Regions from separate parts of the Mus musculus genome. Here all the other regions are linked to region 2. Evidence: chromatin contacts called from public HiChIP or PLAC-seq and promoter capture Hi-C data. All regions are on one chromosome and are shown on one strand. Each heading gives the region's core, a stretch centred on a gene start, on an enhancer-like site or on the middle of the called end of the contact. The rest is flanking DNA. Distances are from core to core; before and after follow the strand shown.

Region 1 (4,439 bases), core at 1,543-4,042, 670 kb after region 2:
ACTGTAAATTATTATGTTTATAGTTTCATGTGGATGGTTTTGGCTTCTTTGGTGCATCAGTGTCAGAAGGCCAAGTTAGCGTCTATGTCTTCTGCCTCTCCCAGGGGGCCAGGCTTAGAACGCCTGGGGCAGTTATTAACAGACCTCTTGGCTTGGGATGACGCAAGAGGGCAAAGGGCCAGGACCCCAGTGCAACCCTAGACCTTCCTTCTTCCATAGGACATCACGGAGAACGGCTGTGTGTCCTCTGCAGAAGATCCACTGCCAAAGACCATGCCATCCCCACAGGCAGAGACCCAGGACCCCAGACTTCGAGAAGACCGGAGACCAATCACAGTCCACTTTGGGCAGGTATGTGTTCTGCACATCCACGGGGCTGTTTGGTTTTTATGGTTTTGTTTGTATCAGAAGCTGGAGTGTGAGCAGGTCACGGGTTTGCACCCAGCTCTTCAGCAAAGCAGCTCCATGCTCTTCACACCCTCAAGTGTTTGACATAAACATATTTTGAAGGTAAATTTTCAAAACTCTGGATGGGAACAACATGGCATTGGACATCACTAACTCCACTGTTAGATGGAGTCATTAAGTGTACCCGCTCTCCACCCACTCCTAAGGCACTGCATTTAAGGTGTCTGTTAGCTAAGCATCTCATTAGAACACTTTGGCATCCCAAGCCCCTCTTTGCACTTTCAACTAAAAAGCAACAAGCAAAGGCTTTTTAAAAAAAAAAAAGTCAATTAGGCGTTCTTTATTAATGTACTCCCTGAAAATCAATATTGGGGGTTGCATTTCTCTGAGTAAACACCCTTGTATTGGTTCTAGAGATCCAACTCTTTAACCAACTGCTTTCAAGGACCCAAGTGCTTAAAAAATTGTCTATTCATTTGATTTTATTTCTTTCCTCTTAATTAATACATTGTACTCTTTACAGAAATTGAAATTTTCATCCATTTCCTACCTATGGTTATATTTTCTCAAGTAAAAGGATTATGTAGCCTTCCCTACCTGTCTTAATCAACTAGTCAAATTTATCAAACATAAATGTGTGTATAGTGTATGAGGTTTGGTGCTTTTGGTTTGATTTGGTATCTGAAACATGGCTCCATTAGGTATGGTTGTAACAAGAATTTGCAAGGTTCCTTGTTGTAGTCGTCATTTGTTTTTCTGGTACTAGGGCTCTAACCAAGGGTCTAGTGCTTGTTCAGCAAGCTATGTTGTACTATTGAGCTTAAATCATCTGATTCCTTAGCCATTCCTTAAATGAAGTATGATAAAGCTAGTCTGTATGAGTTTTTCTTTTTTAGATTCTACTTTCTATGTTTATTTTTATTTTATTTTCCCCTATTTATTTATTCACTTTACATCCCAATCACAGCCCTCCTCTCCTCCCAGTCCACCCCTCACATGACTCCTCCCCCATCCCTCCCCACCTCCTTCATCTCTGAGAAAGGAGAGGTCTCTTCCCCCCTCCCCCCCACCCCGGGTACAGAATCCCTCCAGTTATTGGAGGACCAGCATGAAACCAAGCTACCTGTCTGCTACATATGTGCAGGGGACCTGTCTGTATGACTTCTATTTACTGTTAATAGGATTGCTATTTTACCTCAAAAAGGACCTAGAATCCTTCATTTAAAACATTTCTTATTTTGAGACATTTATCAGGTGCCATTATGTATCAGGCATTGAACTACTTAAAAATAAAGTGAACCAGCCCCTTCAGATGGCTCAGCACGGCCAAACCTGACAATCTAAGCTCAGTCTCCAGCTACTGCATCATAAAATGAGAAAAGCACCTCTCCCAATTTGTCCTCTGACTTCCACATTTGGGCCTAGGCACACACAGCCCCCACATACATAAGTATATGTTTACACAAACAAAAATAAATAAAAACATAAGAGGAAAAGGAACTAGCAAAACAGCCGCTGTGGGTTCTTTTTGCAGAACATAACTGACGAATGAAATCATTCTCTTCTAGTCAGTCTTTTCCAGTAAACGTCCAAACCTCATCAATTGGGGAAAGCTGCACCTCTTCTAATTTTATACTTAAAGGAATGTCATAGAACCTGGCACATCCTGTAAAGCAGAAGTGCTGACTAACTGCCGTTCTCTTCAAAGCGCACCAGTGTCTGCACCCCGAGGACCTGCCTCTCTCCTCTGGGGCTTGGGCCCTTGTTGGAGCAATCCTCATCCTAGTTCCTGGCCATGTGTGCTGAAAGCACAGCCCTGGCTGTCACCAGCATGGCATTCCAGAGTCAGCTTCCTGCTTTCCTTTGTCCTCATTCCTGCACATGCGAACCTGCCCATGAAAGGAACCCTCACTGGAGTTGGGAGCCCATTACAGAGAAAGAGGAGGCAGAGGGGGGAGGGAATTCATGGTGTTAAACATTCCATTTTCAAAACACACAAAAAAGGAGGCCCTATTTGAAATAGAGAGACCTTCTTTCCATTTCAGCAAGAAATAGAGAGATGCTTTAATGTCATTCCCAGCTAAATGCAGAATAAGAGTGTGTGTGCTCACACGGGTGGGGGATAAACAATTAAAAAGCCACCCCAAACTCTGTTGAAATAAGAGCTGTCTGTGCCTTCACAGGTCTGCAAACTGGGGAGGATGAAAGTGGCTTTCCCCCACCCCCCACCCCCATTTGTCACTTCCCTCACGTGGCTGCCAGCATTATGCAAGTGTACAGGAAGGCAGGAATTTTTTTTAATGCATGCATACGGATTAAGGTCAAGCCCCTAGTATCAGCCGTGCAGCAGGCTCTCCCTTCCAGCTGCAGCCACAGAGCCTACCCACAGCCGCGAGATGCCTTAATTGAGACGTGCTGTCAAAGTGACAAACACATTTGCATACAGTCTACACTCTATTTATTTTCTCTGGAAAGGTCTACAGTCTGCTGTTGGTTGAACATTCTTAATCAGTTTGCTGCAAGTGAACCGCCAGCCAGCTCACTTGAGCCAGGCCCCTTCTTATTAGGTGACAGATTAGCAGGGAGGAGGGGGATAGAGAAACCACCAGCACCCCCCCCCTTTTTTTTTTTTAATTCTTTCCAGACTTGCCCCTTGGATTGTCCTTCAGTCCTTCCCTGGGACCTTCTCTGATGAGTCATTGATCGAAGGAGTACAGTCTTTCTGGGCAGTCTGAGTTTTAAGAGTTCTAACAGTTTAAAAATGTACATTTTTCTGTGTTTTCCTTACTTGGCATTGTTCTCTAAACCATTTGAACCTGATATGCATCCAAACTGTAGCTTCATCTTACAGTGTCTCTAAAGTCACAGATTTAGCATACTAATCCAGTTTTTTTCTAATCCATAATAACATTTAATGTTCACTTACGATTCACCAGTGCTACACATATAACCCTAGTATGTAAATCCTCTCCTTGGGGCTGGAGGAACAGGCCTCACAATATCTTATATGAAGGCAGGGACCATGACCTTATTTTATGGATCAAAAGCTGAAAGACCTGAAGGGACCTGCTCAGATGTATGAAGACTCCAAGCAGTCTGACTCAAACCCCAGTCATAACCCTCAACATTCCCACTCTGGTCTTACATTCCTCAAGTCCACTTTCTTAGCTAGAGTTGGTTTAGTAATACAAGTCTATAATCTTAGGCCTTGGGAAGCTAAGGCAGGAACAACACAAGCTTGAAGCCAGTCTGGGATACATATAACATTGTGACTCAAAAGTAAGTAATAAGATGAAACAAAATAAAACTAACAAAAGTTCACTTCTCTGGCCTGTGAAAACCAGGACTGTTGTAATAGTGACATTAATCCTTCTACATTACAGCCCTGGTGCTGGTGCCTAGGCAGGACAGTCCCGGTGGACACATCCTACAGGGCGACAGCAAAAGGCCCTCTACAAAGTCCTCAGTGCCAAGAGAAGCCACTGTCAGGGAGAAAAAAATAGTTTCTTACCCGATGCTCTCCTCAAGGCTGGGACTGGGCCCCTATTTGCATACACACTGTTTCATCCACACACTGTAAGATAAGTAAGGGCCCTGTCTCCATCCTTGTAAGACATGATGGAGACAGGCCGACAAATGAAGAGGGGAAGAGAAGAGAGGGGGGAGGGGGAAGGAGAGAGAGAGAGAGAGAGAGAGAGTGAGTGTGTGTGTCAGAATCAGAGGACAACTTGCAGATATTAGTTGTCGCCACCATGTGAACCTGTAGATCAAATAAGTTGTTAGGGTGGGCAGCAAGCACCCCTACCCACAGAACCATCTCGCCAGCCCCTAAAATGCAAACCTTTTAAATAAAGACTAAAGCTAGGCAGAATGTAACACCCCTGTAATCCTAGCACTTGAGGGGGTATGGAGGTAGGAAGGCAGAGTTCAAGTCCAGCCTGGGCTACATAGGATGCTGACTCAAAAGAAATAACAAGTAAAAGGAGAATACTTCACAAGTCCTAAGGCCAAATGGTTGCTAAGTCGTTGCT
Region 2 (4,478 bases), core at 20-2,519:
GTCCAGAAGGTGGGGATATTTTTTCTTCTCCAGTTTTCGGGACAAAGAGGAAAAAAAAAATGAACATGGGTCTTTTTTTGTTTCCTTCCAGGTTTTGTCTTCTGGACGACGATGTCCAAAGTTCACTGGTTAAGTTTCTCCTGTTGGGAGTCAGGCACCCATTCAATGAAATTCTTCTCCCATTAGCAATAGGGTTTTTAACATGCCCTTTTACACACACCAGGCTCCTGTGAGGACATTTTCCCCTCAAAAAGTCACCCTGCATTTTGCAAGTGGAGTGAAACTTTGTACATAAACTTTCTAAAGTTTGCTCTAACGCAGTTAAAACTTTCAAACACACATGCACAAACTGTCAATCAAAACTTCACGGACAGCCCTTAGAGGATGTGTCCCAAGCATGCTGTCACCCATTTGTTATGGCCCTCTGGGGCTCGGTTAAATCAGGGAAATATGATTAACTTAGAGGAGCAGGCAGAGAGGACAAGTATCTGGGGCCCTGGGTCTCCCTAGGGCCTAACCCCTAGGTATGGGGAACAGAGTCCAAATCTGGCCTAGCTAGAGACAGCCACGAACAAAGCCAGGGAACTAAGACATATTTAGAAAACCTCAATTCAAGTTCAGCGCAGCCCCCTCCTCAGCCTGCGTGGCCATGCAGAGTTCTGCCAAGGCCGGGCTAAGAGGCTTCCAACCAAAGTCAGAACCTGGGGATCTGCGGACTCACAGAATCCGGCCCAGCACCCTCTCTGGACAGGGTCAGCCGGCACATCACACACACACCGGCCTGCAGTGTGGAGTGCACAGTCTGGATCCTAAACACACTCTCGTATGGAATTTGTACACTTTTGCCCGTGCACGTGTGCACACACTCACTCGGGAACGTTCAGACACGTGGGCACACGTACTCCTTGGCATCCACGGTAAACACTCGATAAACGGATAAACCGAAGCCGAGCCCGTCCACCCGCACTGGTCCACCCCAAACTCACAGCCCGGGCCCCTGATGTGCACACGCACGCACTCCCGCGCAGCTGGGCGGATGGAGCCCGCCGCGGACACCTCGGCCTCCTGCGGGCGTCCCCGCCGACTCCCCGGGCACGCGCGCGCGCCCACAACGCCTCGGGTGACAGTCCCACGCCCTGGCCCGCGCCCCTCGCTGGTCCCAGGCCACTCACCGGCGCTGGCGGCTCTCTCGGCGGCGGGCGGAGCGCGGGTCACACGCGAGTTGGCGGCGCTGCGGCCGCAGCTAGTCCGCTTGGTTCAGCCGCCGCTTCTGCGCGCGCCCGCGCGCCCGCCCCTCCCCGCCGCGGGGCCGCGCCGCCCCCTGCGCCCGTGCGCGCGGCCGCCACGCAGGCTAGGGGGCGCCGGGGGCGCGCTCCCAGCCTGGGTGCCTGATCGTCCAACTCAGGTTGGAAGACTGAGCCTCAGACTCCAAACCCTGGGCACTGAACCCCTCTGCGCGGGCTCTAGACTTTATAAGATGCAGATTCGCTGGGTAACCAATTCGTGGACCCTTCCCCACACCCATGGATTCCTCATCAGCTGACATTGCTCCTCTCACAGCCCTCGCAGGACCGAAATTGACCCATTCACAGAGTGCAGCAGGAGGTGAAGTTCAGTTGATAGCATGCTTTCCTAATCTCAGCACTAGGGAAATTGGGCACCTGTAATCTCTGAATTAGGAAGGCTGAGGCAAAAATGTCTGAAATTCATTCATTCTTGGCTATATAGCAAATTCCAAGCCAGCCTGGGCTACATGAGATGTTGTCATTCATATTATATATATATATATATATATATATATATATATATATATATATATATATATATATATATATATGTATATATGTATATATGTATATATGTATATATATATATATATATATATATATATATATATCAGTGTGTACAATAGTACAGTGTACAAATAGTGCCCAGTACAGTTCCAGAAGTAGGCACCTAGGATAAATCCAAGTCCCTGCCCTCAAAGTGCCAGTATCTCCTGGGGATACTGCCTTCCTGGGAACTCCAGGCCAGCCAAGCATCAGTGTGCAGAAGGTTTTTAGGAGTAAGTGGGCCAGCCAAATACCCAGGAGCCTGGGGGTGGGGGTGGGGGTGGAGGTGGGGGGAATGACCTGAGTTTGATCCTCCAGACCCACACAATGGAACAAAAGAACTCCAGCAAATTGTCTTTAACCTCCCCATGTCTTCCAAATTCACACCAAGTGTTGTATGTTAAAAACAAAAAACAAAACAACAACAACAACAACTGCCTTCATCTATGCATACTTAACAACCCCACTAGGATGTCCAAGCTTCTCTGGGGAGCAATTAAGGTGACTCCCACTTCCCCTCAGGAAGGGATGCTCGTAGCTGGGACAGGTATTGCTGCTTCTGAGTGTTCTAGACTGTCTGTGTGCCCAAGCACCTGCCATCTGTCCATTAATCTGCTGTACATGTCTGGGCACGGGATAGCAACCTGCTGAGTATTCAGTTAACTAGTCTACTTGAGTCCACAGTAATCAGGCCCACAACCTATATTACTCCCCCTGCCTGCCTCATGATGTTCAGCCATTGTGAGGGTGGCATCATGCCACCCATGTGCCCATTTCTTAGATGGCTTTAATGAGGCCTGTGAGCAAAGTCCCCCAGGTGGTGAGTGGTTGAACTGGAAGCAGATGACACAGATTTCTGGTCTCAGCAGCTTATTGCTAGGCAACCTTGTTCTAAGTAAGAAAGGCATGGCCACCAGCCCAGAGCAGCCAGGCTGGTCCCTGCTTCTGAGAGGAGGGAACTGGCACCAACAAGTTATCTCTAATGTGCACACATACACTGTGGATTGTGGCATGTGAGGGCACACACGAATAACTGTTGTTTTAAAAAATGAAAGCTTAACGCCCACTCTAGGAAATCTGAGTTTCTCCAGGAAGCAGACAGTAGGATAAATAAGGTTAAGCAGGCCGGAGGCAGGAGGACCAGGGCTGCTTTCTAAGAGGCAATGAAGAGTGGAGGTCTCTACTGAGGAGCAGAAGTCTTTGGAGGAGAGGGTATGGTTAGGGGCCTGCTGTGTTCTGACTGGGTTCTCTGCTGTAAAAACTGTCCTGGCAGAACAGCTAAGGAGCAGCGTCAGATCACTAGAAAGGACTTTCCCCAGCCTTGCTGAGTTCACAAACACATGCAGTGTCTTCATTTTCAGGAAACTGAAGCTCAGAAAGGCCAAACAACATGTCCCAGGTCTCACAGCCAGTGATGAACCTTAGAGGTCCGGCTGTAGGCAAGCGGTCGTTTTTAAGTGTTAAGAGAATTAGGGGCCCAGCTCATATACCACCACACATCCAGTGAACTATAATGCAGGAACAGGATGGGTGGGGCTTACATAAGGCATCTTCAGTCTCAAGGGATAGGCTGGAGAAACAAACCCACCCTTCTCCCGACCTTCCTCCTTCGCACCCCTACTTCCTTCTCTTTGGCTATGGACCATACAGATGGATTGCAGGCCCCGCTGACATGCTGTGACATAAAATCAAATTTAGTCAGCTCCAAGACCCTCACCATTCCTGCAACACCCATCTTTCTGCAGGGGTGGGGAGAAGGGAGAGGTGCAAGGGCCACTTTTGTTTTCAACTCACAGGAGTTTTTAGTGAGTCCCAAAATGAGTCACTGAAAAGAGGTACTTACTTGCAAAATGCCTCCCAGATTTAGCATGGCTGCCTCCCTGTGTGTGCACTAGACTTGCCTGTGCCTCCCACTGCCAACCACACTGGGAATGTGGTCTCAGGGGCAGGCTCTATGTCTGCCCTGGAGACTTTCAGGATGATGCTGTGTTACTTCATTATCACTGTGCAGTAGAGGAAGAGAAACCATTTTGGCTCTCTGCGCCTTCCCTGGAGCTCTCTGTGGAGAAGCAGCTAGGATCTGCTGCTGCTGGTCCAGTCATCAGGAAGGTGTGGCCTCTGAGGGAGACCTTTATTGTCTTCATCCCCTTCATGGGGGTGGCAAGTCATGGGCTGAAGCTGAAGACACAGCAGCTCACAGAAGGAAACTGGTGGGATTCCAGGCGGGATGTGCCCCTGAGTACTGCATTCCTGCAGTACGTAGACGGGAAGGAGGGCCCTTTGGGAGAGGGAGACATGGGAACCAGAACCAGACTGCACCTGCCACATCCTGGGAGTAAAGTATCTCCTCAATGGCTTCTTGGTGGGAGGATTTTAGGAAATTCCTTATGTGGCTTTTGATGGGGGTAGGGCACGGCCTCATGTTTCTCAGGCTGGCCTTGAACTTGTGGCCCTTCAAGCTTCCTGCCTCCACTTCCCAAGAAGCTGGGCCTTGCCAGCTTCAGTGGCAGGAGAGGACCATCTCATCTACTCTATTCTCCTACCTGCTGTGGTTATCCACACAACCTTCTCACTCCCCAAAATGTTTCTGATTGGAAGATCAAAGACGTGTATCTTCCTGAAGGGCAGGGGTAGAGAGAAAGGTAC
Region 3 (4,401 bases), core at 1,140-3,639, 690 kb after region 2:
CCAACCATATGAAGTGGTAGAGCCATTCAGTGCCCCTATGAAAATGGAATCAACACAAACTCCAGGAGACATAGCTGCCAACGGGTTGGAATTTTCTACTCCCTGACAGCAGAAGGAAGGAACAAGCAGCAAAAAGACACACTTGGGGGACAGGAAAGACTTCTGGGTCAAACCTCATATAATATAGCAAATGTTTCAGAACAAACCTTAGCAGTGTGGATTGGGGCTTCATCATAACTGGACTTGAATGCTAAGGGTGTATGACATTGGGGCAAGGACTGAAGCTGTCTAACCCACCTTCCTCTTTTTTATACCAGGCCCTCATTCACAGTGGCCTTCTATAAAGGTAAACATGGATGATATTTGGAAGGCATTCTCTCTAACAGGTTTTCCAACTCACCACTTCCAAATAATGGCCTAGTTTATCAAAAGCCATTGTTTGCCTAGGATTTTTATAGGCACTGAACTTTTTGGGGGACCTCAATCTACCTGGGCCTCACAGTAGTGCTATGTACTAAGTATTGTGGTCACCTATTTCAGAAAAGATGTTTGGTAGCTTAACCCTTACCAAGGATCACCAAACTGTAGAAATGTAAGTTCCTTCTGGTGTCCCCAGTTCCCTAAGTCTCTGTCTTTATGGAAATGAGGTGGCCTTAGCACACAGGACTGGGACAGAGACTGGGCTCTGGCCAGATGGACTTGCAGTGAGGTCTCTGGGCAGCATTCTGTCATGGCAGGGATAAGAGTTGGAAAGTATAAGCACCCTTGAATGTACCCAGGACTGGGCTAGGTACTCCATATCTCATCTATTCTTGTTCCAGCCCACTGAAGGCAGATGTCATTTCCCTTGGTCTTCATAACCAAGACTACAGAGATAGTAAGAGACCAGCTGGCCTTTGAGACCAGACCTACCTCTCAAGTTCTCAACAGATGGCTTTTGGCAGCCATAGGTAGTTGGTAGGGAGCTCCAGGCAGTCTTAGAGGCCTGGGCTCTAGGACAGCCAGGGGTTCAATGTGATTCAAGGCATGGTAGCTCAAGTACTAGAGACAGCTCTTGTGTACTGTAGTCTCATTATTGTGGGAATTGGGTAAACTGTAGGGTGCCCAAGCACCTGAGAACTTGAGGAAGCAATGTTGTCCCAAAAGAAGACTGGGTAGTGTCTGCCTCTGCCCCTAGCCAGGGCAAGAGGTAATTCACTGGCCGTGTTCTTGGGCTTCCCCTCTTCTGCAAGCATACCCACTGAGAGACAGACTAGGAGGCTAGAAGATATGTTGTACGGGACCCAGGGTTCCCAGGCCACAGGGACTATTATGTATTCTGGATGCATTCATAGACACCAGCCCACACTGGATGGAAAGAAACTCGAGAGACCTGGATCATGGAACTCTTAAGGGTCACAGAGAGGACAGCCTGACATGATTCTATGTCAGGATTTGCCAGGTCACTGGCTATAAACATGGCTGAGTACAACAGCTGCTGGCCTGGGTGGAAAAGCCATGGGATGGTAGGCACTCAGCCTTGACAGGAGGGATTGTGTAGCCCAGCACCTGTGGCTGGAGCTTGGCTATGACCAGAGGGTCTGAGGGGTCTTCTTAATAAGGAGAAAGAAAGAGCAAAAGAAAATCATGCTGGTGTCTCCTGGATGAAGGGCAGTGTCTGGAGCCACCAGGGAGAAGGGAGAGGCAGGCTGCTGTGGGCCACATGTGAAGCACTTTATCAGCTATTTATTATTTCTTGCTCACCATTAAAATCAAATGTACTTGGTGCTTTTGTATTCAATACACACTTAACCCTGCCGACTTAGATTTCTCAGGTTTTGAATCCGGTGGGGAATTGGCTGGCTTCCCAACTTTCCTCTCTAGTCCCCCCAAACAGATCTGGAAAGCCCTGTTTAGCATTCTCTCCCCTGGTGCTGCTGAGATCTTAGCAGTGGTGGGCCAGCCCCTGTTGTGTATGAGAGTGGTTTTCCCCTCCACCCAGGCTTCACCCTTGCTAAGCACCCCAGAAGAAGGATGGTACTGCTGAAATACACAGGGGTTTATCTGCATTGTCTTTGATTAAACCAGTTGTCTGTGTGTCTAGGCCTGGTTGTAGCCTGCCACTGCATGGGGTGTGTGTGTGTGTGTGTGTGTGTGTGTGTGTGTGTGTGTGTGTGAGAGAGAGAGAGAGAGAGAGAGAGAGAGAGAGAGAGAGAATGCACCATTACCTCTTAATGCCTGCCTTTGTGGATATCTGTTTGTAAGACTGTATATACACTGCAGTCTCTGAGCCCTGGTGCATTTGGGTGTTTGTCTATAATGATAATCCTACACCAGTGAGGAATGTGTGACTCTGGGTGGGTCTGTAACCACAGGGGTGACTGTCTCTGGTCCGTTGTGTCTTTCCCACCCTCCCTCACCCCTCCCTCCTCTCCCTCCTCTGTCTGTTTTATCATCCCTAATGAAGCAGTCTCCTCCATCGATCCTGCTGATTGCCAACCCATTCCTTTTGTTTGTTGGCGCTGAGCCATTCAGCAGCACTCTGACAGCTCAGCTCGTCTAATTAGCTCTGTTGTTCTTTTTCCCCATGTTTCACCACGTTGCAAGTTCAGTTGAAGTTGCCACAAACTTAATCCCCCCATTTCAGTGGCAAGTTCACATTCTTAACCTGTCTTCATTGTAGTAAGGAGCAGCCCTGTGTGGGACAAGCTGACAGGCCATAATGTCTGACCTTCCTGAACTCAGTCCCCAGGTCCCTGGCAAGGGCAGGAGAGCTCTTCCACCCAGCTGCATTCTCTTCCTTTGTAGGCAGAGTCTCAGGGATCCAAGAAGCCTTGCTGGGGAAACCACTTCCATATGAGAGTGGGGACAGATATAGCCATGTATTTATTCGGCAAATGTTGACCAAATGTCTGTTGAGTGGCAGGCACCTTTCTAATAACAATGACAACCACAGCAGTATTTACTGCTGTTAGATTCCAGACAGTAACATTGGCCTGTCTACAAATCTTGCTGAAGTTCCACTATGTACCAGGCACCTCACAGGATGCTAAAAGGATTAAGACTATCTGCAATCTATCTTCTTACAGGCACCTCCCCTCCTTCCTTTTGCTATTGATAAAAGGGGGCATCTCGATCACAAAGAAGCAGGCAAGCATTTCTGGAGCTCACACTCTGTGCAATGTCCACACCAGTGTGTTACCCACACCCTGTGGTTAAGTCTTAACAATAGCTCCGTGGAAGAAGACAGCATGTTTTGTGGAATGTTCTTGGCCTTTACCACATCTCTGATTTGCCAAAGACGTCTGAGCTCAGACTGGCCGCTCCACAGGAAAATCTTTGGTTTGGTCAGACGTGCGCAGACCTGAGGGTTCCATGAGACTCTATCGAGATTGGTCTTGTATGCAGCCAGCCTCTGTAATCTTGTTCCTAAGCCATTGTTTTGTGTCGCCCACCAGTTGCTGGGGGGCGGGAGGGTTGTTCTGAAGAAGGGTTGTTGTAATGGAGTGTGGGCACTGTCTTTCTCGTCTGTCAGCCAGTGTCTCATTGCAGCTGCAGAGAATGCATGCTCCCTATACCTGCTGCAATGCTGGCTCATCTGCATGAACAGCAGGAGCCACAGAGAGACATTCTCAGCTCTCTTCCCAATCTCTGTGACATTAGAAGTGGTCAGAGGTGATGGTACCATACACAAAGTCACATAATACTGATTAGACCAAATGAGACTCATTCTAAGAGTACCCAGAAATTCACAGCCTAACATCTATCACGGGCTCTGATGGGACAAGGAAGTGGGCATCCTTTCCTCTGTGGCTTCACTATTGTGGCAGCTCAGAATAACCCATCTACCCACAGTGTAGTAAGAGGTGAGTGTAGGAAGCTGCCTGCTGCCCTCGTGTGCCCACTGCCACCGTAAGCTGTGCTTTGTGCAGCATCCACTTTAGCCCTACTGGAAGACAGGGCATACGGTACCCTGAGAAGCAAGTTGGCTTAGCTGGGCACTCTGTGGAGTTGTCAGTTGCTCCCTCCTTCCCTTTAGAGAGGAAAATAAGTATCCTGTAATTCAGCTGTAAAAAAGTATTTTGAGTGTGAGTCCCCCAAACAAATGTGAGTGGAACCTCTTTGTTCCACACACTGAATTCCATAAATAGGGTGTTGCTGTTCTGCCTCCCATGTTGTTCACACCTCAGTCAGCTCTCTGAGAGGCCACTGGGTCTGCAGATGAGGAGAGCCTTTCTGGCTTAAATTCCAGAGAGCATATATATCCATATGCTGTATGTTAAGTGGTGGTGTTTACGTAATAACCAGGAGACCATGGTAGCCCAGGCCTGGAGAACCTGTAACCAAGCCCTCTGGGGCTGTTTACCCAAATGTTCACAGTGGACCTGTGGGGCCTTTTTAACTCACTCCTTCTTGGGGATT
Region 4 (4,791 bases), core at 1,115-3,614, 810 kb after region 2:
GTAGCAGATGGAGTGGAGTGAGGGACAGAGAATGTGATGGTCATTTTAAATGTGAACTTTTACACTCTCCTTACTTTTGTATTATTTACTTGTTTTTCAATGTTTTACTTAATTTTTTAAAAACATTTTTTTACTTCTATGCTGTGCATATATGAATATTGGCACATATGTGCATATCACTCCTGTGGAAGTAGGTTAGAGGATAACATGTAAGGTCTTTCCTTAAACCATGTGGGCTCTGGGATTTTAACTCAGGTTTGTCAGGCTGGGCAGCAACACCTATACCTGCTGAGACATCTAGCCTACCCTCACTTGCTTGTTTTTGTCCTGAGTGTTTGGAGTTAAAAGTTCAATAAAAAACAAAACAAGAGATACTATTGAATCCTTAATGCCATATATTCTGCCTACTTAAAAAATATAATTTATAAGTGTTAGAATTCTAAGGGCCACATATGTTAAATGTAGTCTCACTGACTCCTAGTAACAGTACTCTGAGGTATGCAAAATGACAGATGAGGGCTCTAAGACCTAGATCTGTCAAGGTCACACAGCTAGTGCACAGCAAACCTGTATTGTGCACTGCAGTGTCTCTTCTCCCCTGGCAGACTTCCTTTTATACTGTAAAACCCAGCTTTAGTGATCTCATCCTCTGTGTATGTGGTCTTTCCTAACTTTACTCAGGCAGAGGGATGAACCTTTCCTCAAGATGCTTACAATCCAGGGAAGAGACTGAGCTAAACTACAGCTTGGTGACATAACAAGGCATTGTTGAACTGGTGATGCACAAGCAGGAAGAGTCTGGACCTGTGTCTCAGGGCAGTCAAGGGGCTCCAGATGGAGTATGTTCTAAACTGATAGAACAACCAGGTTTCCAGAAGGCTAGAATGAGGTGCCAATCAGACATAGTGATCTGGGGCTTAGCATAGACTTCAGGGATATGTTACAGACCTGGGGATAGCTAGGAAAGGACAGCTTTGTTGTTAATGAAGTGTCAAGGAGGGGCAATGGGAAGTGTGTATGTCCTGAAGTTGAAGGCCATACTCAAAGCTTTTTAACTCTAAGTATTAACATATTCTGTGAATGAAGTACTGAGGTCATATATTTTGGTAGTGCTGTGGATGCAACCCTGGACTTTGTCCATGTCAGGCAAGTATTATTGAGAATCATTTCCAGTCCAGAGCTGTTAATATTTGAGTCTGGTACAGGAGCAAGATGAGAAGGGGACCTACCAGGGGGAGTGTGGGAGGTCAGTCCCCTACTGTCTGCTCAAATTAAGTGGGGTTCTTTGCTAGGTTTGCTTTAGGCTAAGGACCTTGACTTATTCTTCAGTGCATTCTAGCACCCTGCCGAGTGTGGAGCATGCAACACACACTAAGCATGGGCTGAACCCCCTGGGAGAATGCTAGGCACTAAGAAGATGCCAACGTAGAGCTGTAAAATAAAACTTGAACCTTTTATTTCTTTCCCAGTACCACCGTTGGAACAAAGTGGGTAGGTGTTTAGCTAGACTACTCCAGACCTAAGGAGGGAAATAAGGAGGGAAAGGATTTCCCGGGCCATTAAGGGTGGAGTAGGGAGAGGAGATTTTGATTTTTGTTCAGTGCTTGCTATGTGCCAGGAAAATTCATATCTATTGTTTTATGCCATCTGCTCAACGGCTCTTAAATAGGAATTACAGTTTTAGTTTTTGTGAAGTGGAAACTGAAGCTCGAGCGGTTCGGTAACTTGGCCAAGGTCACACAACCGGCAAGTGGGAGGGGGAGCGAATCAAGGAGGGATCGGAGTCTCTTACTCAGCCAAGGTACTGCCTGCCCCTCCTCCACCCGGGAGGCATTGCGGCGCTTACTCCGTTAGCGTAAAGGCCGAGGCTGGAGCTGGAGAAGCATCCCGCACCGGGACGCAGAACCTGGGGAAGCCGGCTCTCATTGCGGCCGGGAGCAGCTCTCAGAACCTGCAGTTACGAAGTTAATGCGCGCTTAGCTCTTTTCAGCAGTTGGCCTCCGCCCAGCAACGCTTACCGCCGCAGGCACAGCGGGGCTCAGGTACGGTTTGCGGCCCGGGCTAGGCGCCGCGAGGTGGGCGGGACGCAGTTTACGTAAGCGGTCTCGCAGGTGCAGGCGGCGGCCGCGGGCCTGAGCGCCCTGCGCGCTCCCAGGTGCGCAGTTGACGCAGGCGACAGCGCGGCGCGGCGGCGGCGGGCGCTGGCCGGAGCTCTCAGGTGCGGCAGAGCGCGCGTGCAGGGGGCGCGCGGAGGGCGATGGGGCGGGCTTTCCGTTCCCCAGCAGCCGCGGGCCCCGCCCCCTGGATCGGCCAATGGGCGTGCTCGGCGGCGTCACGTGCTTGCCGCCGCCGCCGCGGTCGCTGCCGAAGCCGAGCTCGGATCCGCGAGCGCCACCAAGGCAGCAGCCGCCGCAGCCGCCGCCGCTGTGCTGAGGAGCCGGAGACGCGGGCGGACGAGGTGGCGGCGGCGGCGGAGCGGGAGCGGGGAGCGGACGCGGGCGGAGCGCGGCGGCGCGGGTAGGCTGCGGCGGGGCCGGCGCCTGCGCGGCGGGCCGTCCCGGGCGGGCGGCGGTTGAGGCGGCGGTTGAGGCAGTTGGCGGAGGCTGCCCGGGCCCCGCATTGTTTGTTGTGCGTCCTTAGCAGCGGCGGCGGCTGCTGAGGCGAGGAGCGCGGCGCAATCCCAGCCCCGCGGCTTGAGCTTTGTGGTCGCCGCCGCGGTACCCGGCCGGTCCGCGTCAGGACTGCGGGTCGCCTTGCTTGCTTTCGGGGTCGGGGTCGCGGGTCCCGGCCCTGAACCTCCCGAGGGCGTGGGCAGCGTGCGGGGCGCCAGCTCTGGGGAGGTGGGAGGGTTCCGGACTCGGGGCAGGTGCTGGAGGACGTTGCGGGCAAGAGCTGGGGAGAGGCTCGGGGGGCGGGCACAGGGTGTGGGCAGATTTGGGTGTAAGGGAGCGTTGAGGGACCCGGCCCCACGGTGACCAGGGCCTCAAGGGCACGCCTGGGGGACCCATGGGGGCCTAGGTCGGGCTCGAGAGGGAAGGAGGACGTTCCGTTTGGGGATTCGGATGGGTGTGTAGGGGGATTTGGGGCGGGCAGGGGCAAGTGAGGTGGTGGAGGGAGGGACAAGATGGGCACCTCTAGGCAGAAATGGAAGGAGCAGATGCCCTGGTTAGCGCTGCTTGTGAGGGGCAGAGAATGGGGCAGGCAGCGGGAAGGCCACCGGACGCCTGAAGGGAAATGGCGGAGGAGGGGTCCGTAGCTGGGAGTGTGGCGAGCAGGCTGAGCCCCAAAAGATGGAGGGAAGGAGTGTCAGAGGAGGGGGTTCTCTCAAATGGTGGCGGTTGAAATTGAGGGTATTCAGGCAGGAGATGTCTGTCTGTGTGTGTGCGCCCAGGACGTCAGGAGTTCCCTAGTGAGTATCTGGCTGGGAAGTATGGAAGGAGACAGGAAGGGGTTGACAGGCTTGGGGAAAATGGCTTGGTTCTGTATTCAGGGTAGAGGAGGATAGAGCAAGTGGGAGGAGGAGTGGTTTACACAGGTACTGAGTTTGAGGGCTTTGGGAGAGAAATGGGGATAAGGAGGTTATGTGGAGGTTTTAGGTTGGGTGGAGAGAGATGTCAAGGCAGGAGGTGTGTGTAGCAGTAAAAGGGCAGCAGAAGTGAGTGAAGCGGAGGGTGTTTGTGTGAGAAATTCTAGTGGGCACCAGCAGAAGAGGAAACCTTGAGGTTGGGAGCACCCTGGAAAGGGATGGGGTGTGTGGCAGGATGGAGAGTGGGGTGGTGAGCAGAAGGGAGGGAGAGGAAATATGGGAGTGGTAGGTAAGGTGTGTGTGTGTGTAAATGGAAATATTCCCAGGGCAGGAGGTGTGGAGAGAAGTTGGGAATGAGGAGGAAGATGGAAGCGGGGGTATGTTTGAAGGGAAATCAGTAGTAGGATGTAGGGGGTATGTTTGAAGGGAAATCAGTAGTAGGATGTAGAGGAAATGAAAGGAGTAGGCAGGGGACAGAAGAAAGGGTATTTTGTAGTAGAAAATGTAAAGGAATAGTACTTATACTGAAGGAAAGGAGAGGTGTTTATGGGTTTATGGCTGTAGCTAGAAGGACAGTTGTATGGAGTTGGTGTGCTGAGGGAAGTAGGATGCTCATGTTTAAAGCAGGAAATGACTGTCAGAGAGGGTTCAGAAGTAGGTTACTTAATTAAGATTTTGGAAGATTCAAGGTGTGGAAGTGTGAGGAAAGATTGGAGTTTTACAGTGTTAAGACATTAAAGGTGGTTGCCTTTAATCTCAGTGCTTGAGAGGCAGAGGCAGGTAGAGCTCTGAGTTAGAGGCCAGCCTAGTCAGTTATAGGAGAGCCAGGGCCACACAGAGAAACACTGTCTTGAAAAACAAAACAAAGACAAGCAAACAAGCAACAACAACAAACCCAAAAGACAGTAAAGGGTCCAAAATTAAGTCACTGAGAGATAATAAAGGGTAGAGTGCAGATGTCCAATGGGAGGAGAAAACTAGGGAGGATTATTTTCAGGCTTAGAGGAACTAGAAATTTGGGACAGTGGACACAGGATGTGGATCCTAGACTGATTAACAGAGAATAAAGGACTTTCAATTGCATACAATATCTTTTTTTAAAATTTTTTTTAATTAGTTATTTTCTTCATTTACATTTCCAATGCTATCCCAAAAGTCCCCCCTCCCCTCCCCCCTCCCCTCCTCCCTGCATATAATATTTTAAAGTTAATTTTTTTAGGATCAAAGAGGTGATGAGCCCCACTTTTAGTTTTACAGCAAGTGAA
Region 5 (4,659 bases), core at 716-3,215, 580 kb after region 2:
CCAAAACAACATCTTGCAGTGGAAGCTGCTATGTATCTCACAGTATATACCCTTTTACCAACACTTCTTTGCTTGCAAATGATCTTTGCAATGAGCCATTGGTCTGGTTTGAGGTCTCTGACTTCTGCCACACTGTCAATACTGGATCCTTACTGAGACGCCTCTTAGTTAATGCCCTGTGTCATGGACATCCTTCAGCTTTGGTTCTGTAGGACTGACCCCTTCACCAGCTCCAGCACTTCATAGATGGAGTAGATGTTGGGGTAGATCTGGGCCTGGGTGGTAGCTGAATTGGTCAGCCTGCCAGCGCTCCTGCACCCATACCACTAGGGCCTGCTCTCCTGCTCCCATGCTTTCCAGGTACAGCTCACTGCACCATCTACCAGGGCCAGCTCTACTGTGCTGCCCAGGCAAGGTGTGGGGCTCACTCTTCCGAGTGCTGTAGCCCATGAGAGGTAGGACCAGCTCTCCCACAGTGCCCAGTTGAGGGGCAGGGCCAGCTCTATTCAACACTCAGAATCAACACTCAGGATCCAAGAACATTTCAAGCTTTGGTGCTGAGGGGAGGAAGAAATGGGTGGCCATGTGCAGAGCAGTTGCAGAGAGACTGAGAGCAGAGAGCGCCTGCAGAAAGGAGGGCCCTGAGCAACCTGGAAGTCACTGCCCAACCCTCTGCCACACTTGCCATTACTACTTGTGCTGTGTTGCTGTCCAAATGGCTATGGTATCTTCCCACCCAGACTAGTGCTGTGCTGTGGTAGGAAACTGGTGACCTCAGAGTAACCACTTGCATTGCTCTGAAAGCATGAGCTGCTGCTGTCTGCTCTGCTCCTTGGCAGCTGTGACTTAGGACTCCTTCAGACCTCTGAGCCTCAGTTTCTTTCCATGTGGAGCCTGATCCTTGCAGGATTGTAGTGAAACTTGGATAAGCCTAGTCCAGGGCCTGCCTGCCAGCCCTTGGACAGCAGCTTGTCTCCTGTTCTTGCTAGGATTCCTTTCCAGCCAGAAGTATTTGGGATGCAGCTCCTGTAGGGCCAGTTGATCCTTGCCTGCCTATGTAGAAGCCTGGCCTAAAAGGGTCCTGCCTATGACTTAGAGCTCACTTGAGAGCCTTTGTAGGTTTTTTATTTGTTTATTTTGTTTTGCTTATGTTTTTCCCTTACTGGAAACATTCAGAGTGCCTTTGAGCTTTGTTTTACCCGTGTCCAAAGGAAAGGGAAGGGCCATCTTGCTGAGGCTTCTCTATACTGAGCCTAGCCTGGTCTAGGTGGGTCTTTTCAGGGCCAGATGTTTCAAAGGGACTTCCTGTAGTCAGAAAGTGAAAGTGAGGAATAACTGTCTACCCCTCCTCAGTGGCTCCCACAAATCAGTCATAGTTCACCTTCAAGTGGCTTCCCAGCCACGATCTTTCCTGTTTACCTGACCTTTGTCTTGTCCATTTACAGATGGGGCAGAGGCTCTACTTGGCAATGACTTCCCAGAATGTAGGAGAGCCAGGAGGAGACTCCAAGACAAGGTTCCTCCCACTGCACTCTCCTGCCTGTCTTCTAGTTCTCACAAGTTTCATCCTAGGCAGGCCATGGCACAGAGTGTAGGTGTTAGCCAGTGTATTTTGGACTAATGGACAGAGAATGGATAGGGGAGTGCGGGAGGCACAGGTTAGCCCCAGGCCTGTGTTCCGTGTGCATGCATTGCTCCTTATCCTGTCTGGAGTCTCTGGAAATAGCTTTTTCCTGGAAGAGAGGAGGTGTCTGCAAATCACAGGGGTATGTGACCCACTTTTCAGTTACCTGGAAAAAATCAGTGGCAAAGCCTAGGGCATTTAACAGTGTTGCCCAAGCCAACTTGTTCTTCCCACTTAAATGACAGAACCACAAGCAGCCAGGAAGCCCCATTCGGAGAACCTCTTTATCCATGTCAAGCACAGCACAGGCTCCAGCTCATTTATTTAGGCCTTTCTTGCTCTCTGACACGCCTCCTGGTAGTTGCCAGGCAACTCTGGGAGCAGCAGTGTGTGTTGGGGATTAACTAGTTAGGGCTGGGGTCCTTTTTGGCAAGAAGGGGATAAAAGACAAATGATTTTAATTGCTAGGCCAAGGATCCATTATCTGCTTGGTAGAAGAATACAACTTTCACAGGATGTGGATAGTAGTGTGATTCTTGAGTTTGCCTTGAGTCCCCTTTTCTCTCCTAGGGAGAAGGCATGCTTTTTAAAAAGAATATTCTACCTTGCTCCTTTGTTCAAAATGATATCATCAGGAAATCTGAGCAAGACTGATCCACCCCCTTTGAAATGCACTGGCCTGTTTTGACGAACTCTTGAAGATAGTTTAAGCTTTCATTTGATCCTTCTATGCAGTCTCTTAACTCCTCCTCTACATGGAGTCACCTTGAGGCAGTGCATATGAGGATACATCTCCTGTATCTGGCCATATGGGTCCTGGAAATGTCTACTCAAAGAGCACATTTGCTTGGTACCTAGGGAAGTGGCCTGTTCTGTGTATTGGCTGTGGAAACACGGCTTGGTGAAACATTACGGGTACTCTTATTTAGTTAGCCAGTGTGGCTCTCTCAGGGCCAACCCACTGGCCAGCCTTCCCTGTGGTGACAGGAGCCTAGACCCTGCCCTTAGTGCTGGAGTGAATGCTATAAACAAGCTGTATGAACACTCAGCATCCATCTCAGTCAGTCCATTCTAGATGCTGATAAAGAACACTCATGTCGTTCACCTTATATCCCTTGATTTTATACATGGTTTTTGCTGAGTCATATTTATCCACCTAAAACCCCTCAAAGGCATAGAAGTTAAGATAAAGGCAGATTGATAGCTTGGTTTTCAAGCATGAATGCACCAGACTGTGTTGTACCAGGTCAGAACTGTACCACAGGTTTCAGAATTCTGCTTAAGTAACATTGCCCATCTCCTGAGCTGGCAGAGAGAAACCTGTGTTTATGTTTACTTTTGGAGAGATGAAAAATAAGAAATACTCGTAAATAAAGAAATTAAGGCATCACCACAACTCCACCAAACGTGTTTGTGTGTGTATGTGTATATGCAATTTATGAATGCATTGCATCTGCTTGTTTCCCATGATACAAAGGGTATCCAGAGCTCAACAGATTAACGAATAAAGTCTGTTTGTCCCACACTGAATGTGGCATCTTATACATTTTACACTGTATGTCACTGAGTAAGCCACAGCCATTGTTGCCCTGGCCATACTCCCCTGCTGGGCTGTTAAGTTGTTCTTACCTTTCAATATTTTAGGTAATAATCTACCAACATTTCAGTTAATAAAACTTTGAGATGCTCTTACTCCTAAGCTTTCTGGGTAAAAGAAATTCAGGTGTGTGCAGGAGCCTGACTCTAGGGGCCTATTTGTTCCACTGTGGGGAAAGGCCATTTTCAGCTCACTCATATGAGAGAAGCTGAGTGGGGCACACCGAAGCCCACATGATGGGGTGTGGTGTATAAAGGATTCCTAGAACTCGGATAGGGTAGTGACTAATTGCCCATGTTTCCATCTTGAACCCAGAAGGACTTGAGCAGCCTTAAGACACTACACTCAGCACAGATGAGGAACAGGGAAACAAGACTGGAATGAGTACCTGTGACCAAGCACAGGCCCTGTGACTCTATATATATCATTTGAATGGGGAAGCCTAGAATGGACCTGAAGTCTGTCTTTAGACTATTTCAATTGTGGAAAATACAAGCTTTGTTGTTGAGACCATTGCCAGTTGCACAGCTGAGGGATGGCTGCACTCACAGGACTACACAACCCTCACCCTGAAAGTTCTTATAATCTCCCATTCCAGTCAGCTGATCCTGAAAGTTCATTACCAGGAACTTCCTGTCTGTCTCCTGCAGTACTTAGTAACCTCTAATCTACCATCTATGTTCCCACTGATTTTTTTCTAGAAGTAGAATATCACTGTGTTTGTCCTCCTTTGTCTTAATTCATGTGACACAAACTCAAAGTTTATCAAACTTGCAATAGATATCAAAATGCCATCCCTTTTCAAGACTGAGTTATAGTCTGTACATGAACAAACCCCATTGTGTTTTCCCTTCATCTGTTGACTATTCACAAATGTTTCCTACAAACCTGGACTTCATAAAGGTGAGTAGTCTCACCTCTTGGCTCCTGTGACCAATTCTATGGCATGTGCACAAGCATGATGCCTGGTGTGGAGGCGCTGTCTCGTGGTAATACAGTGTTTAACATTGTGCTTTGAGGGGCTCAGATGGACTTTATACAGAGATGCTTCTCTGCTGAGCATCCCTGTCACCGTGGAACTCTTCACAGAACCCGTGCTTTTGTTACATGCTTAGCAGTAACTTTATGAAGCCCAGATTTGGGAAAGGCTTGTGAAAAGCTATCTTGTTTTCCCACCTGTGGGCAAGCAGTCTGGGAATTACAGCCTGAACCACCAGCCTAAGCCAAGGAAGTGCCCTAAGAACACGAGTTCAGAATAGACTGCACTGGGCTCCCCTCTCTCTTTCTCTCTCCTCCCTCTCCCCTGCCTCTGTCTGGACTACTAGTCATCTGAATTCAAGATCATGTCCTGAGAATGGAGTAGGGAGTGACACTCCCCTCCTGGCAGTGGGCTCTCAGAGCCACCACAGCAGCTCTGTGACTCTAGGGAGCTGAGGAG
Region 6 (4,739 bases), core at 446-2,945, 730 kb after region 2:
TTCAGAGGAAATGCTGTCCATAGACCAGAAAGAAACAAGAAGACCCTCCTTGCCCTGACAGTCCCACCGCGGGGTGGGTCCGGAAAAGGCTACTGTTTAATAATGTTGACCTCAATAAGAGAGACAGCTAGATCCTGTTAGGGCAGGAGCCAAGGTCTGTTCTAGGGTGCTGGGAACAGGCTTCTTCAGGAACAGCTTTTTGAAAGCTGAATAAGGCCAGTGATGACAGTTGGTGGCATCCCTCTTGAGGCAGAGGCATAATGCCCTGGGGGAAAGATGGAGAAAAGACAGAACCTGGGGAGAGTGGCGGAGAAAGGCGTGAGGGCATCAGGTACTAGAGCCCAATCAGACTTCTGCCCATCAAGAAAGGTCAGGTTTGGGGCCTGGAGAGGGCTCATCTCTAAAGAGAGCTTCCTGCTCTTCCAGAGGACCAGAGCTCCGTTCCCAGCACCCGCTTTAAGCAGTTCACACCTACCCTAAGAGCAGACCTGCTTGGTTTAGCTTTCGTGAAGATGTTCAGATAGCATTTCTAGAATCCTCTCACCCGGGTGCCTCTTCTAGTACCCGCATACACATGACATAATTAAATATTTTTTTAAAATTAAGCTGTTGGTAGGGATAATAATAGTGGATCTTTATGGTCAGCCACCTTGACCAGATTTGGAACCCTCCAGAGGAGAGACCTCTGGCTATATCTGTAAGGGAGTTTACAGGGGGGTTCGACTGAAGAAAGAGGATCCACCCTGAGTCTGGGGAGCACCATCCCCAGGACTGAGGTCCTGGATTGAATACAAGCAGGGGGAAAAACAAACAAACAAAAGGAAGACAGCAGTCAGAGCGCCAGCCTCAGAGGACACAATGTGACCAGGTGACTCTTCCTTATGACGGACAACATCCCCACAAGTATACCCGTCCTTGCTTTACTTACTTCTTGTTAAGTATTTAACCACAGCAATGAAAAGGGCAACCAACCTAGGAGCTCAGCAGTGCGGTTCAGAAGATCACTGGTAGCTTGGAGAAGGATGTGAGGAAGGAACCCCACAGAAGAGGGCCACTCTGGACAGGACACACTGGAGTAGGGTCACCAATCCCTATGCTGTCTTGACTTTAAAACTGGAAGTTCAGGGGGCTGGAGAGATGGCTCAGCGGATAAAAGCACCGACTGCTCTTCCAAAGGTCCTGAGTTCAAATCCCAGCAGCCACATGGTGGCTCACAACCATCCGTAACAAAATCTGATGCCCTCTTCTGGAGTGTCTGAAGACAGCTACAGTGTACTTACATATAATAATAATAATAATAATAATAATAATAATAATAATTTTTTTAAAACTGGAAGTTTCTGGTTCTACCTAGGAATTCCCATGCCTCTGGGGAAACCCAGAGTACATGTTGGCCCTCCCCTGGATAGGGGTAGAGACAGAGGGAGATGGAGAATCTCCAGGTGTGGGGATTTATGAGGCAGGTCCTGTCAGTGTAGGCGTCCACAGCCTTTCCCCTGCCACCTAAGTAGGTTTTGTCATGGGGGCTCAGGAGCCAGCTGACCCCAGCTGGAGCCCTCCCTACTTCCCTGTCCAGCCAGCCCCAGGACTCCTCCTTCCCATGACCCTCCTGCCCCACTCCTATCCTCTGTGCCAGGGAGAGCCAGGCCCAGGCGGCCTGGAATCCCAACTCCCCCACCCTGCTGGGAGCAGGAGGGAAATGAGTCACGCAAAGCTGCCTGCTCACATCACATTCGGAGGACTGCTGCATAGACAGTGCTCACTTGCCTGCTGACAGACACACAGACAATTCCCACAGAAGCATACACCGATTATGACACAAGCAAGGACTCAGAGCACCCTTAGAGCAACCATATATATGCAAATGGCTGGGACAAGAAGTCTCACCTGCACAGATATTCAGATACCAAGAGGGCAAAGATGCAGAGACCGGTGTCTTAACCAACTCTCATCCCACGGTGCCATCTCATCCCTCCATGTCCTTCCTGAACTTGCCCCCCAGTCTGTATCATTTGCTCAGAGGGAACTTGAAACTGCCTCACGGTTTGAGAGCAATGCCTGAATTCAGGGTTGGTGGAGATCCCAGTGTCTATACTGCAGATTCCAGACTGCACTAAATTAAACATCCTTTGAAGATCTGTCCCCAGCTGTCCCCTCCCTCCTGACATGAGGCAGCTCTAGAAAGCAGATGTAGGAGTAGGAAGTGACCGGGGTGAGGTGTCCCCTGGAAGAGAGAGACATGTGTGTCCATGCCGGTCGTGCTTCTGAGCATGTGTGTCTACATCATTCCTCTCTTGGGAACAAGGATGGCGAGGGACTCATTCCCCATCACAAACAGGAAAGAATCCCAGTGGGCTAGAATTCAGGATGCCCAGAGGACTGAGGTCCAAATTACATCCTGAGCCTTGCCAGGGCCCATCAGGTGAGCCATACAGGGAATACACGGCAGCTTGACACATGTCTAGACTGAAGGAATGCTAGAGATAACCCTCTGGGCATCCTCCAGAAAGCCAAACCAGGCAGGTGTGCCCTGCAAGGGATGCATGAGGCTCATTCCCCATCTCCAGTGGGGACCACACTCAGTTCTGTGGCAGGGACAAAAAGCAATATTTGTCAAGTAATTGCTATGTGCGGGGCCCCACATTAACACACAAACATACAAGTACTGATCCCACCTGCCAGATTAACCCAAGAAATGTCAGCTGTGCAGCCAACCCAAGAGTGGTTAACAAAGCTGCCAGCCAGCTGGAGCATTCCGGGACTTGACCGATGGGCCCCTTGCCCATCCGTGGTCCAGTCCTCCAAGGTGACCAGTACCTGCATATCCCAGGGGACAGTGGCACTCGTAGTGATCTGCCAGATTTTGGCAGGTGCCCCCATGCTGGCAAGGCCGGGACGCACACTCATCGATGTCCAGTTCACAGTGGGGTCCCTGGAATCCAGGCACACAGTAGCAACGGAAGCTGTTAGGATCTGGGCCCTGGGGCACACACAGTGCCCCGTGGTGGCATGGCTGAGTAGCACAGCCTCCAAGCTCTGAGGGCTCACAGGTATAGCCACCACTTTCTGTAGCCTGGCACTTGGTCCCTGGAGCACATGGGTCTGAGGCACAGACACTTGGAGTCTCTGGAGGAACCAGCCCTGTAAAACAGAAAGCAACTTGGCAATATGGGCAGGGTCTGCAGGATACACTCTTCCCCTACTGATAGCCACAAGTCTAACACAGGTCTGTCCATGTTCAAGAACCTGTGTGCACACCAAGGGCATCTGCAAGCTGATTACTAATGAAGATATCTACACCTGAAACGGAGATGTTTTTTTTTTTAAGATTTTTTAAATTATTATTATACATAAGTACACTGTAGCTGACTTCAGACACACCAGAAGAGGGCATCAGATCTCAAGATCTCATTACGGGTGGTTGGTTGTGAGCCACCACGTGGTTGCTGGGATTCAAACTCAGAACCTTTGGAAGAGCAGTCAGTGCTCTTACCCGCTGAGCCATCTTGCCAGCCCGAGGAGGATTTATTTACTTATTTTTGTGCTTATTTTTGAGGACTATCTTATAGTCCAAGCTGATCTTGGATCAAGATATACTTGTTATATATCCAAGGATGACCTTAAACTTGTGATCCTCCTGCTTCAGCTCCCAAGTGTCAGGATTATAGGCATACCCTACCAATCCAAGCCTATGGAGTACTGGAGAATCAAGCCCAGGGTTTCCTTGGTGAAAGGCAACCATTTTCTGGACTGGGCTACAACCTGAGCCCTTGAGGACATTTTTGTTGTTGTTGTTGTTGTTGTTGTTGTTGTATCTATAGAGCAGAGATAGTGGACTGAGTGAGTGGTTCCCCTGTGACAGTATTTCCTAACAAATACTGCCCAAGCTCTCTGGTAACCCTCCTGCAGTACCCTTAGGAGGCTTGGACTGTCCTATATTCTCTTTACAGACAAGCAATAGAGGCTCAAGGAAGTAAAGACGTGCTGACATCACAGGATAAATTAACAAGGAATAGCCGGCAATGCCAGGTTGTTCCCGCTGCTCGCCAGGCCTTTCCATTCTACAGGCCTGTGTCCCCTCAGCAGCCTGAAGTGGGGTGGAGGATCTAAGGAGGGGGTAGCTTCCATCCCCCTCAACCCCCCGCTGGGGGTCTGGTAACTCCATCCCTCACTGAAACCTGAGACTCTGATCTCAGCCCCGGGAAAAGAATGGGCGACTTCAAAGGCAGGACCTGGCTCAGCCTCTCTCACTCCTAAACCCATCCTGGTCCCTCCTTCTTGCCAGCTTGCCTGAGGACTTCCAGAGGATCCCTACACTCACACCATCCCCCACAAGCAAATACCTGAAGCAAAGCAGGTATAGTGACTTGAACCTACATACCTGACCAGGGTCTACACACTTGGAGCACCCGGGGTTGACTAGAAGACAAATCCAGTGAGTCTTGTTCCTTCCTGCCATCCCAGTTTGAAAACCTTGTCACTATTAGGCCTGAGTCCAAACCCAGCTCAGAGACCTTGGGTGGGAGGCCTCTACCAAACACCCTCTTCCTTTTGGTAAAAGAAGGATTGAAAGCCTCAGGTGCCAGACACAAATGTGAGGGAGAGGAGCCCTTCTACCCACCACCTGGAGTCCCAGGACCTACCCTCCCCCCAAGTTGTCATGCAGACACTAACCAGACCTGAGAGTGAGCAGCATCAGGCCCTGCACCTTCCCTTCCCCCAGACCATGAAGACCCCCT

The links. Promoter capture Hi-C pulls out the DNA fragments that hold promoters and counts their contacts. HiChIP or PLAC-seq counts read pairs in DNA pulled down with a chosen protein or histone mark.
Region 1: a contact with region 2 is called in an H3K4me3 HiChIP or PLAC-seq map of embryonic limb bud, with 5 times the contacts expected there. The contact joins the enhancer-like site here to the promoter of Nek6 in region 2. A contact is called at or near these places in 1 of 39 promoter capture datasets (cranial neural crest) and 6 of 115 datasets of contacts at active chromatin or transcription factors (cardiomyocytes, embryonic basal ganglia, embryonic limb bud and 3 more).
Region 3: a contact with region 2 is called in an H3K4me3 HiChIP or PLAC-seq map of embryonic forebrain, with 7 times the contacts expected there. The contact joins the enhancer-like site here to the promoter of Nek6 in region 2. A contact is called at or near these places in 1 of 39 promoter capture datasets (cranial neural crest), 1 of 15 datasets of contacts at CTCF or cohesin (large pre-B cells), 1 of 484 Hi-C or Micro-C datasets (cortical neurons) and 7 of 115 datasets of contacts at active chromatin or transcription factors (the NIH/3T3 cell line, astrocytes, bone marrow-derived macrophages and 4 more).
Region 4: a promoter capture Hi-C map of second pharyngeal arch cranial neural crest shows a contact between it and region 2. The contact joins the promoter of Strbp here to the promoter of Nek6 in region 2. A contact is called at or near these places in 4 of 39 promoter capture datasets (cranial neural crest, maxillary cranial neural crest, pre-B cells and 1 more) and 1 of 115 datasets of contacts at active chromatin or transcription factors (astrocytes).
Region 5: a contact with region 2 is called in an H3K4me3 HiChIP or PLAC-seq map of embryonic basal ganglia, with 5 times the contacts expected there. The contact joins the enhancer-like site here to the promoter of Nek6 in region 2. A contact is called at or near these places in 2 of 39 promoter capture datasets (cranial neural crest and hippocampal neurons), 4 of 484 Hi-C or Micro-C datasets (the HPC-7 cell line, cerebellar granule neurons, cerebellum and 1 more) and 6 of 115 datasets of contacts at active chromatin or transcription factors (the NIH/3T3 cell line, embryonic basal ganglia, embryonic forebrain and 3 more).
Region 6: a FOXA1 HiChIP or PLAC-seq map of pancreatic cancer cells shows a contact between it and region 2. The contact joins the enhancer-like site here to the promoter of Nek6 in region 2. A contact is called at or near these places in 1 of 39 promoter capture datasets (hippocampal neurons) and 5 of 115 datasets of contacts at active chromatin or transcription factors (astrocytes, bone marrow-derived macrophages, embryonic forebrain and 2 more).

What each region holds. Positions count from the first base shown.
Region 1 is chr2:37,840,689-37,845,127 of GRCm38.p6, reverse strand. Dennd1a (DENN/MADD domain containing 1A) reads left to right here. Exons shown (of 23, transcript NM_001362973.1): 19 at 220-351. Among named protein-coding and RNA genes, the nearest start is that of Crb2, 67 kb to the right of the region's middle. Within about 2 kb of position 2,792, at least 85 of the 459 cell types and tissues checked have an H3K27ac peak or open chromatin away from gene starts, as enhancers often do. A contact at or near this core is called in embryonic basal ganglia, embryonic limb bud and forebrain, where this site is marked.
Region 2 is chr2:38,508,488-38,512,965 of GRCm38.p6, reverse strand. It overlaps Nek6 (NIMA (never in mitosis gene a)-related expressed kinase 6), which reads right to left and starts at 1,269. Exons shown (of 10, transcript NM_021606.3): 1 at 1,173-1,269.
Region 3 is chr2:37,817,024-37,821,424 of GRCm38.p6, reverse strand. The region is part of intron 19 of Dennd1a (DENN/MADD domain containing 1A); the gene reads left to right. Among named protein-coding and RNA genes, the nearest start is that of Crb2, 43 kb to the right of the region's middle. Within about 2 kb of position 2,389, at least 24 of the 459 cell types and tissues checked have an H3K27ac peak or open chromatin away from gene starts, as enhancers often do. A contact at or near this core is called in cortical neurons, embryonic basal ganglia and embryonic forebrain, where this site is marked.
Region 4 is chr2:37,700,918-37,705,708 of GRCm38.p6, reverse strand. Strbp (spermatid perinuclear RNA binding protein) reads left to right here and starts at 2,364. Exons shown (of 18, transcript NM_001379315.1): 1 at 2,364-2,517.
Region 5 is chr2:37,928,522-37,933,180 of GRCm38.p6, reverse strand. All of the region lies in intron 13 of Dennd1a (DENN/MADD domain containing 1A), which reads left to right. Among named protein-coding and RNA genes, the nearest start is that of Crb2, 150 kb to the right of the region's middle. Within about 2 kb of position 1,965, at least 60 of the 459 cell types and tissues checked have an H3K27ac peak or open chromatin away from gene starts, as enhancers often do. A contact at or near this core is called in embryonic basal ganglia, where this site is marked.
Region 6 is chr2:37,781,602-37,786,340 of GRCm38.p6, reverse strand. It overlaps Crb2 (crumbs family member 2), which reads right to left. Exons shown (of 13, transcript NM_001163566.1): 2 at 2,818-3,141. Among named protein-coding and RNA genes, the nearest start is that of Crb2, 7.7 kb to the right of the region's middle. Within about 2 kb of position 1,695, at least 32 of the 459 cell types and tissues checked have an H3K27ac peak or open chromatin away from gene starts, as enhancers often do. A contact at or near this core is called in pancreatic cancer cells, where this site is marked.